Regions from separate parts of the Mus musculus genome. Here regions 1, 2, 3 and 4 are each linked to region 5. The links are chromatin contacts, called in public ChIA-PET and promoter capture Hi-C maps. All regions are on one chromosome and are shown on one strand. The core of a region is the stretch at or near the end of the contact, and the rest is flanking DNA. Distances in the headings are between cores, read along the strand shown.

What was found. Promoter capture Hi-C pulls out the DNA fragments that hold promoters and counts their contacts. ChIA-PET counts read pairs in DNA pulled down with a chosen protein or histone mark. Capture Hi-C pulls out chosen DNA fragments and counts their contacts.
Region 1: a promoter capture Hi-C map of liver shows a contact between it and region 5, with 3 times the contacts expected there. The contact joins the promoter of Fcrla here to the promoter of Arhgap30 in region 5. A contact is called at or near these places in 2 of 39 promoter capture datasets (liver and pre-B cells).
Region 2: a contact with region 5 is called in an RNA polymerase II ChIA-PET map of effector CD8 T cells, with 45 read pairs. The contact joins the promoter of Cd48 here to the promoter of Arhgap30 in region 5. A contact is called at or near these places in 2 of 39 promoter capture datasets (hippocampal neurons and pre-B cells) and 2 of 115 datasets of contacts at active chromatin or transcription factors (effector CD8 T cells and memory CD8 T cells).
Region 3: a contact with region 5 is called in a promoter capture Hi-C map of adipose tissue. The contact joins the promoter of Cfap126 here to the promoter of Arhgap30 in region 5. A contact is called at or near these places in 21 of 39 promoter capture datasets (the 3T3-L1 cell line, 3T3-L1-derived adipocytes, the C10 cell line and 12 more), 1 of 15 datasets of contacts at CTCF or cohesin (stem cell-derived epiblast-like cells), 9 of 484 Hi-C or Micro-C datasets (the CH12 cell line, Th1 cells, double positive thymocytes and 4 more), 13 of 115 datasets of contacts at active chromatin or transcription factors (T-cell acute lymphoblastic leukemia, bone marrow-derived macrophages, embryonic hindbrain and 7 more) and 4 of 9 other capture datasets (adipose tissue, embryonic stem cells, liver and 1 more).
Region 4: a promoter capture Hi-C map of hematopoietic stem and progenitor cells shows a contact between it and region 5. The contact joins the promoter of Slamf7 here to the promoter of Arhgap30 in region 5. A contact is called at or near these places in 3 of 39 promoter capture datasets (hematopoietic stem and progenitor cells, hippocampal neurons and pre-B cells) and 3 of 115 datasets of contacts at active chromatin or transcription factors (bone marrow-derived macrophages, effector CD8 T cells and memory CD8 T cells).

Annotation. Positions count from the first base shown.
Region 1 is chr1:170,926,254-170,929,047 of GRCm38.p6, forward strand. Fcrla (Fc receptor-like A) reads right to left here and starts at 1,330. Exons shown (of 5, transcript NM_145141.2): 1 at 1,209-1,330. The coding sequence starts at 1,287.
Region 2 is chr1:171,680,588-171,683,287 of GRCm38.p6, forward strand. It overlaps Cd48 (CD48 antigen), which reads left to right and starts at 1,405. Exons shown (of 4, transcript NM_007649.5): 1 at 1,405-1,579. The coding sequence starts at 1,507.
Region 3 is chr1:171,121,650-171,124,409 of GRCm38.p6, forward strand. It overlaps Cfap126 (cilia and flagella associated protein 126), which reads left to right and starts at 1,396. Exons shown (of 5, transcript NM_001379426.1): 1 at 1,396-1,544. The coding sequence starts at 1,518.
Region 4 is chr1:171,651,618-171,654,317 of GRCm38.p6, forward strand. Slamf7 (SLAM family member 7) reads right to left here and starts at 1,420. Exons shown (of 8, transcript NM_144539.5): 1 at 1,040-1,420.
Region 5 is chr1:171,387,643-171,390,342 of GRCm38.p6, forward strand. Arhgap30 (Rho GTPase activating protein 30) reads left to right here and starts at 1,318. Exons shown (of 12, transcript NM_001005508.2): 1 at 1,318-1,721. The coding sequence starts at 1,625. Nectin4 (nectin cell adhesion molecule 4) reads left to right here. Exons shown (of 9, transcript NM_027893.3): 9 at 1-645.

The DNA of each region.
Region 1 (2,794 bases), core at 80-2,579, 460 kb before region 5:
GAGGCTGAGGGGGTTTAGTGGGTACCAGGTTTGGGGTTTTATGTGCCACAACAAGAGCTGGAGTTTTAGAAGTCACTCCGGATGTAGAGAGAATTCATCCTGTGAGACGAGGCTGAGACAGGGTTGGCAAGGAAGCCATTGCCCAGCTCAGTCCTAAGAAAACATTTGTAGTGGTCCAGAGAAGGAACTGGTTGAGAAAGCAAGTTAGGAGGTGACATTTGTCAATGATGATGATGCAGAGAATGACAAAGGAAGAGTTGGGTTTCCAGCAGAGGGCTAGTGCAGTGAGCTGAGATCAGATAAAAAGTAAATGAAAAGAAGTGAGGATGCAAGAATGTGTGAACTCATCTCTGGTCATGTTGTGTTGGTACCAGGTACATGGACACACACACACACACACACACACACACACACACACACACACACACATGGGTCAAAATGCCTGTGTAAAGGTTAATATTCAAATGTGAAGGTCAAAAGCAGAATTAGAGCTGGAAATGTGCCCGAGGCTCTAAAATATACAACTGTTCAGAAAAAACATACACATACATGCAAACTGGAGGGAGGGAGGGAGGGAGGGAGGGAGGGAGGGAGGGAGGGAGGGAGGGAGGGAGGGAGGGAGGGAGGGAAAAGATTTAACTTTAGAGCACACTGGAGTTTATGGAAGGCAAAGAAAAGCTACTGAAGGACCAAAGGACATCCCAGCAGTAAACAGAGTAAATGACAGTGACAGTCAGGAAAACAGAGGCTGCAAGAGAGAATAAGCAGCCAGTAGGGCTAGACAAAACAAAGAAACCCATCACGGTAAGAACCGAAAAGTGTACAGGGACCTGGTTAGAGCAGAGGTCACTGTACCCTACGTAATCCAGACTCCAGTGGAGGCCACGCTGCAAGCAGGGAAGGAGGTGGAGCCTGCAAGCCCGCACTGCCCTTCCAAGACAGTTGTATTAGAAAAGTAAGAGCTAAGATTTGCAGTTGGCAAAGGCTTCATAGTCAGAAGGGACTTTTAGGATGGAAACTATTAGACTTTTTATATTTAGAAAGAGCCATTCAGTCCTTCACGTCTGACTTGTCTTCTATCTGTCCTTGTCCCGCCTGAGCAGTAATTCTTTGCAAAGTCAGAACTAGTCCATTCTTCTTACCTTTGAGGATTTCCTCAAGATTTGGCGTATCTCATCTCCACACCAGCATTCAAACACTTTACTTACCCAGTAACATCTGGGTTGCCAGGAGCACAGCAGGGCAGACATAAAGGGCCCACTGTGTGAGCGTGCAGCTCAGCTTCATGGTGACTGGGTTTATACCTCCTGCAACCCCAACATACTGATTTTCTTCAACATGAAACCTCTCAAATTAGAAAAGAGGAAATAAACCTAACTGTCTCGCCTCCACACACCTGTGGCCAAGTCTCCAATTGGCTCTTGTCACTCAGGTTCACACAGGTTGCTTCTGATGCCATCCTTCATCCCTCAGGGTGTAGATTAAATGCTAGGGCTCTCAATTGTTAATTTTTTTCTTTTTCTTGTTGAGCTTGGGGACTTTTCAAAATGATTGGTGTTCAGTTGGTCTTCAGACTACACCAGAGAGAAGTCAACCCCACAACAGTCCAGCTCGCTGGAGGTAGGAGGCCGGAAATTAATGGAAGAAAACCACGGGGGTGTGAAGGATGTGATGTGGAGGTGTCCTGCTCCTTCCACTCCACTCTTTACCTGTGCCCAGTGATTCTAATACAGCAGGAGAGAGAGAGGACAGATTGATAAGGGTAGCTGTCAAATTTGTCTCTATTGGCTCTGCCCAAGCAAACTCCACTCAAAGTTGTACCCAAGTTTCTCCTGACCTGTGTCTTAGCTTTGTTTCTGCAGAACGACACAGGCTTGCAGAACTGTTGAGCCTTGCAGAATGATACAGGCTGTTCAGCCTTTGTGGAACTCTGCATACAAGGCAGAGTTAGAACCATGGGAAAGAGCAAAAAGAAAAAGAAAATCAATTCCCAGAGACCCCAGCAAGAAGTCCAACCATTGGGTTCCCTGCCAAAGCTCGAAGCACTGACTCTGAGGACTTGGAGACAGGAAGTATCCAGTCTTTGAGTACCTGGAAGAGACTGGGGAACATGGGCAATGAATATAGAAGCCATGTCATCTCTCTTCACCTCCGTGTGGACCTATGGGAGCCACAGTCCCGAACTCCAACTCTTTGCTCAGTTGTGGGCCCTGTGTCTCCTTGCATGGAGATCCTACTCTTCTACTTTCCCTTGTCACACCACCCACACCCAGGTCCCACACAGGGAGGAGTGTCATCAGAAATGTGGGTCTCAAAGACAGAGAGGGGGTGGGGCTGCATGACCAGTCAGTTATGACAAAACAGATCAGGATAGGCAGGTGGGCCATATGGGCATAGGAGAGTACGGTTTTCTATGTCTAGTGTAAGCAGTTAGAATAACTTTTCCATTATGTAAGAAGTGTATGTTTTTGTGCAGATGGCCCCAGGGAGTCCTGAGCTGGTTGAATATGGGTGTGGGGGAAGGCAGTGAGGCAGTAAGTCTTGCAGCTGATGTGGTAGAAAGACCCAACAGCTTCAGAAGAGGAAGAGAAATCGAGACAGCCCTAAGACAAGTTAAATAAATGAATTGTGTTTAGATTAGGCTTTCACTAAACTGCACAACAGACCTTCTATTAGACAGGACAAAAAAAGCTTTTGAAAAACTAACAATTTCCCCTGTTCTCTTACAACCTCTTGATAAATGCCCTCCACATTCTCTGGACCAGCCTTCACAGAACCCAACCTCAGTGCAGAA
Region 2 (2,700 bases), core at 155-2,654, 290 kb after region 5:
GATTTCAAACCTTCATTAGCTATGCTCTTCCATTCTGCCTTAGATTCTTAGGCTAGCCAAAAAACGACAGATCTTCTCAGGGAACTTGAGAATCAACTCTAGGGTGTGAGACACATTGGATCAGAGACCATCTCTGCCTTTGCCTTTCTGCCTCTGCCTCAAGTGCTGGCATGAAAGGGGTGCACCACCACCACGCCCATGTTGAGAACTGTATTTTTTTTTTAGGTTTATTTATTTTTATGTGTATGGCTGTTTTGTATGCATGTACATATGTATGTCATGTGCATTCCTACTCTCCGTGAGAAGAGGTAAGAAGAGGGTGGCAGATCCCCTGGAACTACAGTTACACATGGTTCTGAGCCTCCATATAGATACTGGGAATCAATCAAACCTGGGTGACCTCCAAGAACAAGTGTTGTTAACTACCAAGACACGTCTACAGCCTGAGCACCGTGCTGTATGTTTGGAAGTGCTGCAGCTGGTTCTCCACACCTGCTCTTTGCGTATTTTTGCAACCCTGTCCTCTTTCTCCTGCTTCTAGGAAGACTCTGCTAAGATGGGTGGGGAGTTGGTTTTTGAGATACTATGGGGCTGGACCACGCCTATTTCCGCATCCTGCTGGTCCTCTCATTTTGCCCTACCTCCTCTTCTCAGTTCCTTTTTAATGTGTAATCTAAAACTGTCTCTGCCTAAATCCACCATAAAACCTTGCTCATTTGCTCCTGCCGTATCTTCTCTTCTAGTTCAAAGCTTTGCTGTCTGCCATGCTGGGCAGAGAAAACAGCAGGCACAGTGCAGAAAGGCATAAGAAAAGGGCCGGAGGCTGGCCAGACCTGATTTCTAGAAGATTCTGGTGAGACTCATAATCTTAACATCTTTCTGCATGTGGAGAATAAATGGGAAAGTTCACCATAACTGACACATGACTTAGGCAAACCTGACTCTGAGTTTCAATAAGGTACAAGAATTGATACCTGCTGTAGCTATCTCATAGACCTCTCGTGTGATCAGGAGCATAAGACATGATTCCCAATGTCAGGTAGTGAGTTGACTTGGTGTCTCCTCCTGTAGAAGCAGGCTGCATGCGGAACAGGGCAGAGGGCCATGTGAACGGACAGATGGGCGTTGCTGGAGGTGGCTGGAGATAGTCAACTCCCCTCTGCGACGCTGGTGGTCTCTGCCCAGTCACAGCCTCTCCTTACTCCCCACAGGCAACAGCAGATTCGGCCTCAGTGCTCAAAGTGCACTGCTGAAAAATCCATTCTTTTAAGCCAAGCTATTTTTCTTGTTGATCTCTAGTGGGTAGGAGAATTTGAAATCTCATTCCATGTGGTGTGATGGTAGTGGTCTGCTTTCCTGTTGTGTATGGTAATTCGTGAAATAGAGAAAAAACAGAAAAACCTCATACGACTTCCGGTTTTGGGTTTTGCTTCCTGATTGAAGGGCAGGCGCCCTGACTTCTCTTACAGTTGTCTCCAGTGTTCTGGGGAAGCTTCTCTAAGTATTATGTGCTTCATAAAACAGGGATGGTGTCTGGTCCTGGAACTGCTACTGCTGCCCTTGGGAACTGGATTTCAAGGTAGCTTCCTCCAAGTGTCCGGCTGTGCACTGAAGGCATGGCCAGCTGGGAAAGGGGAGGTGGGATGTAGCTCAACCCTGGAAATGAGCATGCTCCTGGGCTGGGTGCTACCATGCTCGCAGCGGGACTGGGGGGAAGGCTGGGACGTGTTCCTCAGCTCTGGAAAACGAGGCCCCATCTCTTTTCCCAGGAGGACAAGAGAAACGGGACCTGGGGAGGTGGGGAAGTAGGACCCTTGTACTACATATACCTCATGCCTGGTGCTCTGTGAAGGAATTTTTAGTAAGAGGAAGCTCTCTGCTAAAAGGAGCTCCGTTTTTTTTTAATATATTTTTTATTACGTATTTTCCTCAAATACATTTCCAATGCTATCCCAAAAGTCCCCCATACCCTCCCCCCCACTTCCCTACCCACCCATTCCCATTTTTTTGGCCCTGGTGTTCCCCTGTACTGGGGCATATAAAGTTTGCAAGTCCAATGGGCCTCTCTTTCCAGTGATGGCCGACTAGGCCATCTTTTGATACATATGCAGCTAGAGTCAAGAGCTCAGGGGTACTGGTTAGTTCATAATGTTGTTCCACCTATAGGGTTGCAGATGCCTTTAGCTCCTTGGGTACTTTCTCTAGCTCCTCCATTGGGGGTCCTATGATCCATCCAATAGCTGACTGTGAGTATCCACTTCTGTGTTTGCTAGGCCCCGGCATAGACTCACAAGAGACAGCTCTATCTGGGTCCTTTCAGCAAAATCTTGCTAGTGTGTGCAATGGTGTCAGCATTTGGAAGCTGATTATGGGATGGATCCCGGGATATGGCAGTCTCTAGATGGTCCATCCTTTCGTCACAGCTCCAAACATTGTCTCTGTAACTCCTTCCATGGGTGTTTTGTTCCCAATTCTAAGAAGGGGCAAAGTGTCCACACTTTGTTCTTCGTTCTTCTTGAGTTTCATGTGTTTAGCAAATTGTATCTTATATCTTGGGTATCCTAAGTTTCTGGGCTAATATCCACTTATCAGTGAGTACATATTGTGTGAGTTCCTTTGTGATTGAGTTACCTCACTCAGGATGATGCCCTCCAGGTCCATCCATTTGGCTAGGAATTTCATAAATTCATTCTTTTTAAT
Region 3 (2,760 bases), core at 146-2,645, 270 kb before region 5:
CAGTGGACCCCACCTGCTTCCCCCTATACCCTCTTCTCACTTCACGTGGACTTTTGTTCTTGTTGTTTGGTTGTTGAGATAAGGCCTTTCTATGCATCCCTGACTGGCCTGGAACTTACTATGTAAACCTGGTTGGCTCACATTTAGAGGTCTGACTCCTCCAAGTTCTGAGGTTAGAGGCGTCACCATGCTTTCGTGTTTGAGTGTGTGTGTGTGTGTGTGTGTGTGTGTGTGTGTGTGTGTCTGAGCTCAGAGATGCTTGCACACGTGGGAGGTTATTCCCAGGAGCATGGACCACCTACCAGTGTGGCTGGTTACAACACTGAAAAGAAGATCCTGCCCTCTCCAGAACTATTAACATAAAGGGCGGGGCCTTGTGAGCCCCTCCCCCAGCAACAGTTAACGCCTCCATAGCTCCAGGAAGGAGGGGGGGCCTCATGAGTCCCTTCCCTGTTTTTTGGAGACAGGATCCTACTACATAGCCAAGGCTGGTCTTGAACTTGAGATCCTCCTGCCTCCACTTCCTGGATACTGGGATTACAGGCGTGCACAGCCATATCTGGCTCTTAAGTATCTTTGGACAACTTGGGTTTTTTCCTTTTTTTAAAACTTAAGACTTTGTAACTGACAAGCCCTCTTTAGTTCTAACACCCCAATAGATGAGTAGATGGACTTAACAGAAATTTCAATGAGTCTCTCAGGGTTCCTTGGTTTTATAGCTAATAGGCTCAGGCCCTGGTACCTACTCAGTTTCCCACCCTACGTTCTGATTTGCCATATCCTAACCAACACTATGAAGCTATATCTTGGGTCCTGTGACTGTAGGGGGATGGAGGAGACAGGAGTCACTTAAGGACCAAGGATAAGACATATATTTCCTTTTGGGAACAAACCAGTTGGTTGCTTCCTAAGCAGTGTGCCTTTGTTATCCTGTGAGCAGCATCTTGGCAGCGCCCAATTCCCACTGTGAACATTTCATTCACCTTATTCTTCAGTGTACAAAGCAGGCCATCACTACAGTGTGTGATGGATGAGGGGTTAGGCTTAGTTCATTATACCACAGTGTCTCACACACTCAGCTCACGGGGGTTGGGGGGTCTCAAAGTTTGTTTAAATAGTTGAAGATGTCATTCAAAGACAACCTGGAAATTCTGAAGCAGACTTAACTATGTTGGGGAAACAGCTATTTACATGACAGTTATCCCTGATTTGTTTTGGACACATGCAAAGTATAGTAACTGAGGCAAATGCAGCGGTCCTGCTCAGTGGTCCTGGGATTTTGGAAGCAGAGGCAGGAGGACGGGGTGTTCAAGGTATCCATGGCTACTTCTCAGTTCATTTTCTCATGTTTGTTTGGGCCTCTATACTCTAAAATGAAAATGAACCTACGTTTCAGAGAGAAAGGAAGAGGGTAGTGTAAACCACAGAATGTAGCCCAACCCCTGCTGACCGGGAGTAACTCCCAGAAGGCTGGCCTTCTGCAGTTGCCAGGCAACAAGTGTAAACAGCACTGGATCATGGCCACTAACTACAGTGCCAACCAGGTAAGCGCTTGCTCGTCACCCTTTTACATTTGAGTTTATGTTCCAGATGCTGCCCTTGACTGCCCGCTCCCATCAGACTCTGACTGGGTTGAGGCGGTGCTTCATCTCATGGGTGGGAGGGCCCAGGAACAAGCAAAGAGGATCTGGGTTAAATCTGTAGACCGTAAGCCAGGAAGCAGTGATTTTATTTGTACAGGCCAGAGTAAGCAGTTTAGGCTTTGTAAGTCAAGTGACAAAGTCATATCTATTTATATGAAAGTTAGCACTAATTTGTTTCAGAAAAATTCAAAATATAGGGGTAGAGATGCTCCCCAGTGGTCCCCGAGGCAGGAGGATGGGTGTTCAAGGCATTCTGGGGCTACATACTGAGTCCAAGGCTAACCTGAGCTTCAAGAGAACCCCTCCCCCTCCACACACACACAGAGAGAGAGAGAAAGAGAGAGAGAGAGAGAGAGAGAGAGAGAGAGAGAGAGAGAGAGAGAGAGAGAGAGAGAATGAAAACAAGGACACAAAATAGTCACTGATGGTTCGAGGCCAGCCTGGTCTACATAGAGAGTTCCAGGCCAGCCAGAGTCTTGTAGTAAGAAAAGAAACAAAATATTGCCTACACATTTTTGGAGTTCCTTTGGAGAAAATATTTTCCTTCTTTAGTATTCCCAGTTTAGTGTTGTTCTTTTTCTTCGTTTATGTGTATGTGTGTGAGTAGGTAGACAGGTAAGGTTTTGCTACTACCTACCTATCCCAGACTGGACCACAAAGTCACAACCCTCCTACCTTCCTCTGCTAAGCGTGAGGCTTACAGGTGTGTGCCACCTTGGCCAACTACCTTCTGTCAAAGCAACACAAATGGTTGTTTTATGTCTACAAATATTTTTACAAATGGTCTATTTTTACAAATAAAAAACGTTCTTGCCAGGGAGGCAGGGACAGAAGGGTGGAACCCAGCCTCAAAGAAAGAAAGAAAAAGAGAGAGAGAGAGAGAGAGAGAGAGAGAGAGAGAGAGAGAGAGAGAGAGAGAGAGAGAGAGAGAGAGAGAGGAAAGAAAGAAAGAAAGAAAGAAAGAAAGTGGCGTTTTCTGCCCCTTGGCCTTCTAAAAGCAGGTAGCAATGTGGATTTGGTTACCATCCCTTGGTCTAATCTAGCAGTCTCCAGCAGTGTGTCACAAACATAATTTAAAAGGTTTTAGCAGCTATGTGAAAATTAAAAATTAAATTTT
Region 4 (2,700 bases), core at 170-2,669, 260 kb after region 5:
TGTCCCCCAAACTGCACAGGGTTCTGTCCAAGATTTCTTCCCTACAGTCTAAGGTATTTTGCTGATAGTCAGGTGGCGCTTGCTTCTATGTCCTAAAAATGAACTTTATGGCTGGTCTTAGACTCTCAAACTTCTGACTCAGTTGGAGTCTTTAGTTTTATTGGTATCTCTCTTTCTTCCCTCCCTTCGCCCCCCCCTTTTTTAATATCTCAATCACAAGTGTGATATGAAAGTAGAAGCTGGGAGACTGGGCTGGAATGGTCTAAATGGGGGTGGTGGGTATGGTGGTGGTGGTGGTGGAAGGGAGTGGCAGATGGGGGAAAACCAAAAGGAAAGATTGGAAACTTAGTATTTCATAAATGTATTTAAAATGTAATAATTAGAATTTAAACAAGGTTACCCTGTATGGGTGGCCAGAATTGAATGGAAATACCAATGTCAGGTGGACAACATCTTGCCAGTTGTCTGTCAGGGAGGTTCAGGGAGGCCCAGAGGCTCCCAAAACAGGACAGGCTATCACCACTGCTCTTGGTTGCCCACCAGAATTTGATGGTAAGACCCCATTGCTAAAGAGACCAAGCACATACTTTGGATACAGAACACAGAGAAATCAAGCTGGAACTGAACTGGAGGTCTCCTCCCTGCTGGCTAGCTTTCACAGCTCTGCAAGGCGCTATGCAGGCCGCTGGGGGAGAAGAGTCACGAATAGTCTTACCTTTGAAGGTACAATCCTGACCTACCTGACACCATGTCCCCATTGGTACCATAGTGGTGTGATTATGTCGGAATAGCCAGTTACTTTCTGATTGGATTTGAGGCCAGCCAGAAAGAACCCATGTTTGATACTATAAACTTAGTCCAGAACCTGTGGCTGGGTGCTTCAGGACCTCTCAGGGGGAACCCGTTACTGTTGCTTTGCTAAATGGACATACTGTTAAATTGCCTTCTAAGCACTCATGTTTATACCCACAAGTTAGCACTACTTTCAGCCTTGCTCAGAGATGCCACTGTGGGCAGTGGTTAGTTCAGAGACTCATACCTGGTCAAAGTCCGGAGAATCAGTGATGGAGTACTCAGCTTTAAGCAAGGCGTCTGTATCAGGGCTCAGGAAACACTGTGGAAGAAGGGGTGGAAAGAATGTAGGAGCTAGGAGACAAGGAGGTGTGCTGTGAAATGACATCTTCCCATCATGACACATTTCATGGTTTGCTGCAGAAGCTCTGCCAGGCTTGGGCCTTCAACATTTCATCATGGGTAGGAGTGAGGCTCATGGAGCCCTCCCCTCCCCAAGGGACTATTGGCAGTTAACGGTTTCTGGGGGAAGGAGTGTCGTGGTCTTTGATGTTGTTACCACCAACAAATAGCAGATGCTCTAATAACCGCCCACTAGTGCTCATGTAGGTAACCATAATTAGATTCTGTGGATCACACACACACACACACACACACACACGCCAAGCGATGTGAAGCCAGGTATGACTGTTAGGGAGCAGAGTCCAATCAGAGGAGGATGGATGGGAGAGTAACAGGTGTGAAAGTGACTAAAACTCACCATATTTGTGAGGAAACTGTCAACGAACAATCTCTTTAAAAAAAGAATAGAAAACAAAGATGCCCGTTACTGAGAGTATAGTGTAGGTTCTCCTGCTCTCTCGCTCTCTCTCTCTCTCTCTCTCTCTCTCTCTCTCTCTCTCTCTCTCTCTCCCTTCTCTCCTCTCTCTCTCTCTCTCTCCCTCCCTTCTCTCCTCTTTCTCTCCTCAAAGGCTCCATAAACCCTCCAGTCTATCTGGGACAGACTGGGATTTCCTCTGTTCAACTTTTATCAAAGTGGAGAGGTGTTTTTTGTTTTTTTGGTTTTTCGGTTTTTTTTTAACTATTTCCCACCTCTTCTGATGACTTTTACCAACTTTGCTCAGTGTATTTTCCAGAGATTCATCAGGTCACGCCTGTGTGTTATCTACCATCTTTCAAAAGCCTGCCTATATATCTTTCCAACATGGCTCATAGACAGTTATTTGTTCATCTTGACCTAGTTCAATTAAGAGCCAGAGGTGTATTTTTTTCTAAGTACATCCTATTAGCAAACATTTCCTTAGCAAAGCCAGGACAATAACCCACATCAGTGACAACAATTCCTGTCATACTATATCCTATCATAGACATTAATGAGTATTGCTTGCTTTTGTAACACATTATACAGATGTGGGCAATGATAGAAATAATAGTTATTAGAAAACATTGTAATTTTGATTCCTGAAATTCTTGCCAAACAGAATGGAGAGGTGGAAGAGCCTAATCATATAAATTGACCCAGAAGGGGTTTGGGTCACTCAGCTCATAGCTTTCCTTGTTCCTGTAAATGACCAGACCAAGATCTTTTGTGTAATATGGAGAGAATTATGAAAGGGAAAGAGGCCCAGATGAAGTCAAATTAGGTCACTGAAAAGTCCTGAGGTGTCCCCTAAGGATTCCGTGGACAGAGATTGAAAAAGAAAGAGTAAGAAAGGAAAACCTGGGGCTGGAGACATGGCTCATCGGTTAAGAGCACTGGCTGCTCTTCCAGAGGTCCTGAGTTCAATTCCCAGCAACCACATGGTGACTCACAACCATCTGTAATGAGTTCTGATGCTCTCTTCTGGTGCGGCTGAAGACAGCTATGGTGTACTCACATACATAAAATAAATAAATAAATCGAGAGAG
Region 5 (2,700 bases), core at 68-2,567:
CGGCAGGGATTAGTGCCTGTGGTTCTGGAAAGTTCTCTTCCTAGGATGCCTTCACCCACAGAGGTTCTGGGGAGGGGGCTGACAGCTGGAGGAGTCTGGAACCTGGGGTATGAGGTCTGAACACTGGATAAGAGACTAGGGATGGGGGGGCTTGGCTCCCATGGCCCCTCGAATCTTGTCCTCGCTGTGTCTACAGTGGTTTGTACCTTCACGGCGTTGGGACTTGTTGTCAAGGACTCCTGGTTCAGTTGTGTTGAGGGCAGAGGGTAGGTCGCGGGGAAGGTGGAAGTTCAGGTGAAGAGAAAGGGGTGTTGTGGGTGAGGGTGAGAACAGGCCCTTCCCCAGGGGTTTCTGAGTCATTAATCCGGGGCTCTCTGGCACTTTGTATGTGTGGAGCCTGGGGTAAGATGTTTGTTTTTCTTTAGCCTGCCCAAACTTACGCAGTCAGAATACTGGGATTTAGTATCCAACCCTTGTGTGGCCTGAAATCTGCTGGTCTAAAGGAGAAACTCTCATTTCATTCCCAAGCAGCCCAGGACTTATGGACCCCAAGGATCTGGGGTCTTAGTATGTATATTTCATGTAAATATATGTATATTTGTACATAAAATGATATTCTGTTTTTAAATAAACAGATAAAACCTTTTTTTGTCTGATTCCTGTCTTGCCCCTTGAACTGGGTAAGTCACAAGTGCTATGGACTGAGTCTCTATGTGATTCCCTCCCAGGGAAAGGGCCCAGATACAGCTAAGAAAGGAGCAAGTGGCTTTCAAAAGACATTGTAACCATTTCTGAGAGCCCTCAGGTAGGGCCGTGTGGACATAACCTCCTTTTGGGGAAGCCAGTGCCTTAGTTTCTAAAGTGGTTCTAATCTGACTGTACTGGAAACTTCCAGCAGCTGTGTGGGGTGGTCAGCCGTGTACCCTTTGACAGACAAAGAAACTGAAACTCAAAGTCACCTGGTCTGTGTCCTCATTTTCAAATGTACAGCGACTGGAGGCTCAGTGAAGTAATGTGACCTGACCAAGATGGCAGGGTCATCAAAGAATCCCCCACCCTGGGTATGTTCTTCGTGGTCCTTTCCTGCCGTGCTCACAGGCAAAGCCTCGGGTCTCTGTCCCACCTAGAGATTTCGGTCTCTAGAAATGGCAGCCACCTGCTCACACCCCAGGCACCCTTACTCCACCCCGAGATTCTGACATCACCTTCTGCTGTGACCAATGAATGGAGTCCCAGCAATGATGAGGATGTGAATGCCAGCTACCTCCCCCACCCGAGGCCTGTGGTTGCAAAGATGCTCTAACAGGAAGCGGGTTTGAGGAGCTGCACAGCTTCCTGCTCCCCCTCGAGCTGCACAGGACGAGAAGGGCTAGCGCTCAGCTTGGCCACGAGACACAGCTTCATGCCAGGGTTCTGGTAGCTTCCTCTTCCATATCTACTTCCGTGTGGCCCCAGGGGCCCCCCAGAGGCAAGCGCTGCTGTCCCTTGCCCAGGCCACCCTCCACCTCCAGTTTGGAGCCCTGCCCCCCCTGGGGCTGGGCCAAGCCCAACTACTGACTGGGATTCCATGGGGGACTGGTAGGTCAAAGGTCTTGGGGGACAGAGATCCCGGGGGGCCCTGGTCATGAAGTCTCGGCAGAAAGGAAAGAAGAAGGGCAGCTCTAAGGAACGGGTGTTTGGGTGTGACCTACGTGAGCATCTACAGCACTCGGGCCAGGAAGGTAAGGAGGTCAATTGGAACGGGGCAGCTGGGTGGCTGGATTGCCATGCAGACGCCAACCTTGTCTTCTCCGTTGGGCAGAATGAGCTCTTAGGGAACGGGCAGTGGCCCAGGATCACCACACCTGAGATCTAGGCAAAGGCAAGACAGGAAATGTGGCTCAGAGAAGAAGATGGAGAGGTGCCCTTCTGCGGTAGTTAGGGACCGGGTAGCTGAGAACTCGAGGATGGGAATGCCGAGGGAATGTGTCCCGGGGTGGGGTGGGGGATGAGATTTGGAAAATCTGGAGAGGTGGATGAATCAGATGAGAGAATGGAGACTGGGGACAGGGTGGAGGGAATGGAGGTCGGATGCCAGAAGAATGGCTGAAGGGATAGTTGGTGGAACACTAAGTGGAGATACAGGTAAGAAAGGGCCCAGCGAGTCTGAGGATAGAACTTGCGGAGGGGAGAGGAAGGCATTCTAACTGGAGAACAGCACCAAGGGACAAGGACCTAGCCCTTCTGCACCTTTGCTGGGCCACAGGAGTGGGGGCAGCAGGGAGGAGTGACACTCTTCTTTAAATTGCTTGCAAAGAAGAAACCCGTTGATGGTAGACTGCACCGGGAATGCGGGAAAAGTGAACCAGACTGCTTCAGCCCTGGTTTGAAGTGGGGAGTGGAAACTACAATAAAGAGGGGTGTGCACCCAGTCTGGAGCTCCCTCTGCAGTGGGCCTGGGAGCTCATCACTGTGTAGGACATGCAGTCACCACTCAGAACCAGGCCTTAATTTGTTCTGAAATTGATCAGTGCCGACCCGACTACACTGCCCAGCTTGTTTTCAGCACGCAGAGCAACTTAACAAAAAAAGGGGGCACAATTCTGCCCCCCTCCACTCCACCCCACCCCAATCTGTCATTTCCTCTTTGTCCCCCTTCTCTGGTTGCCTGCAGTGAAGGGAGGGTGGTGGTGGTTCCCAGCTCATTTCCTGCTCTTGGCC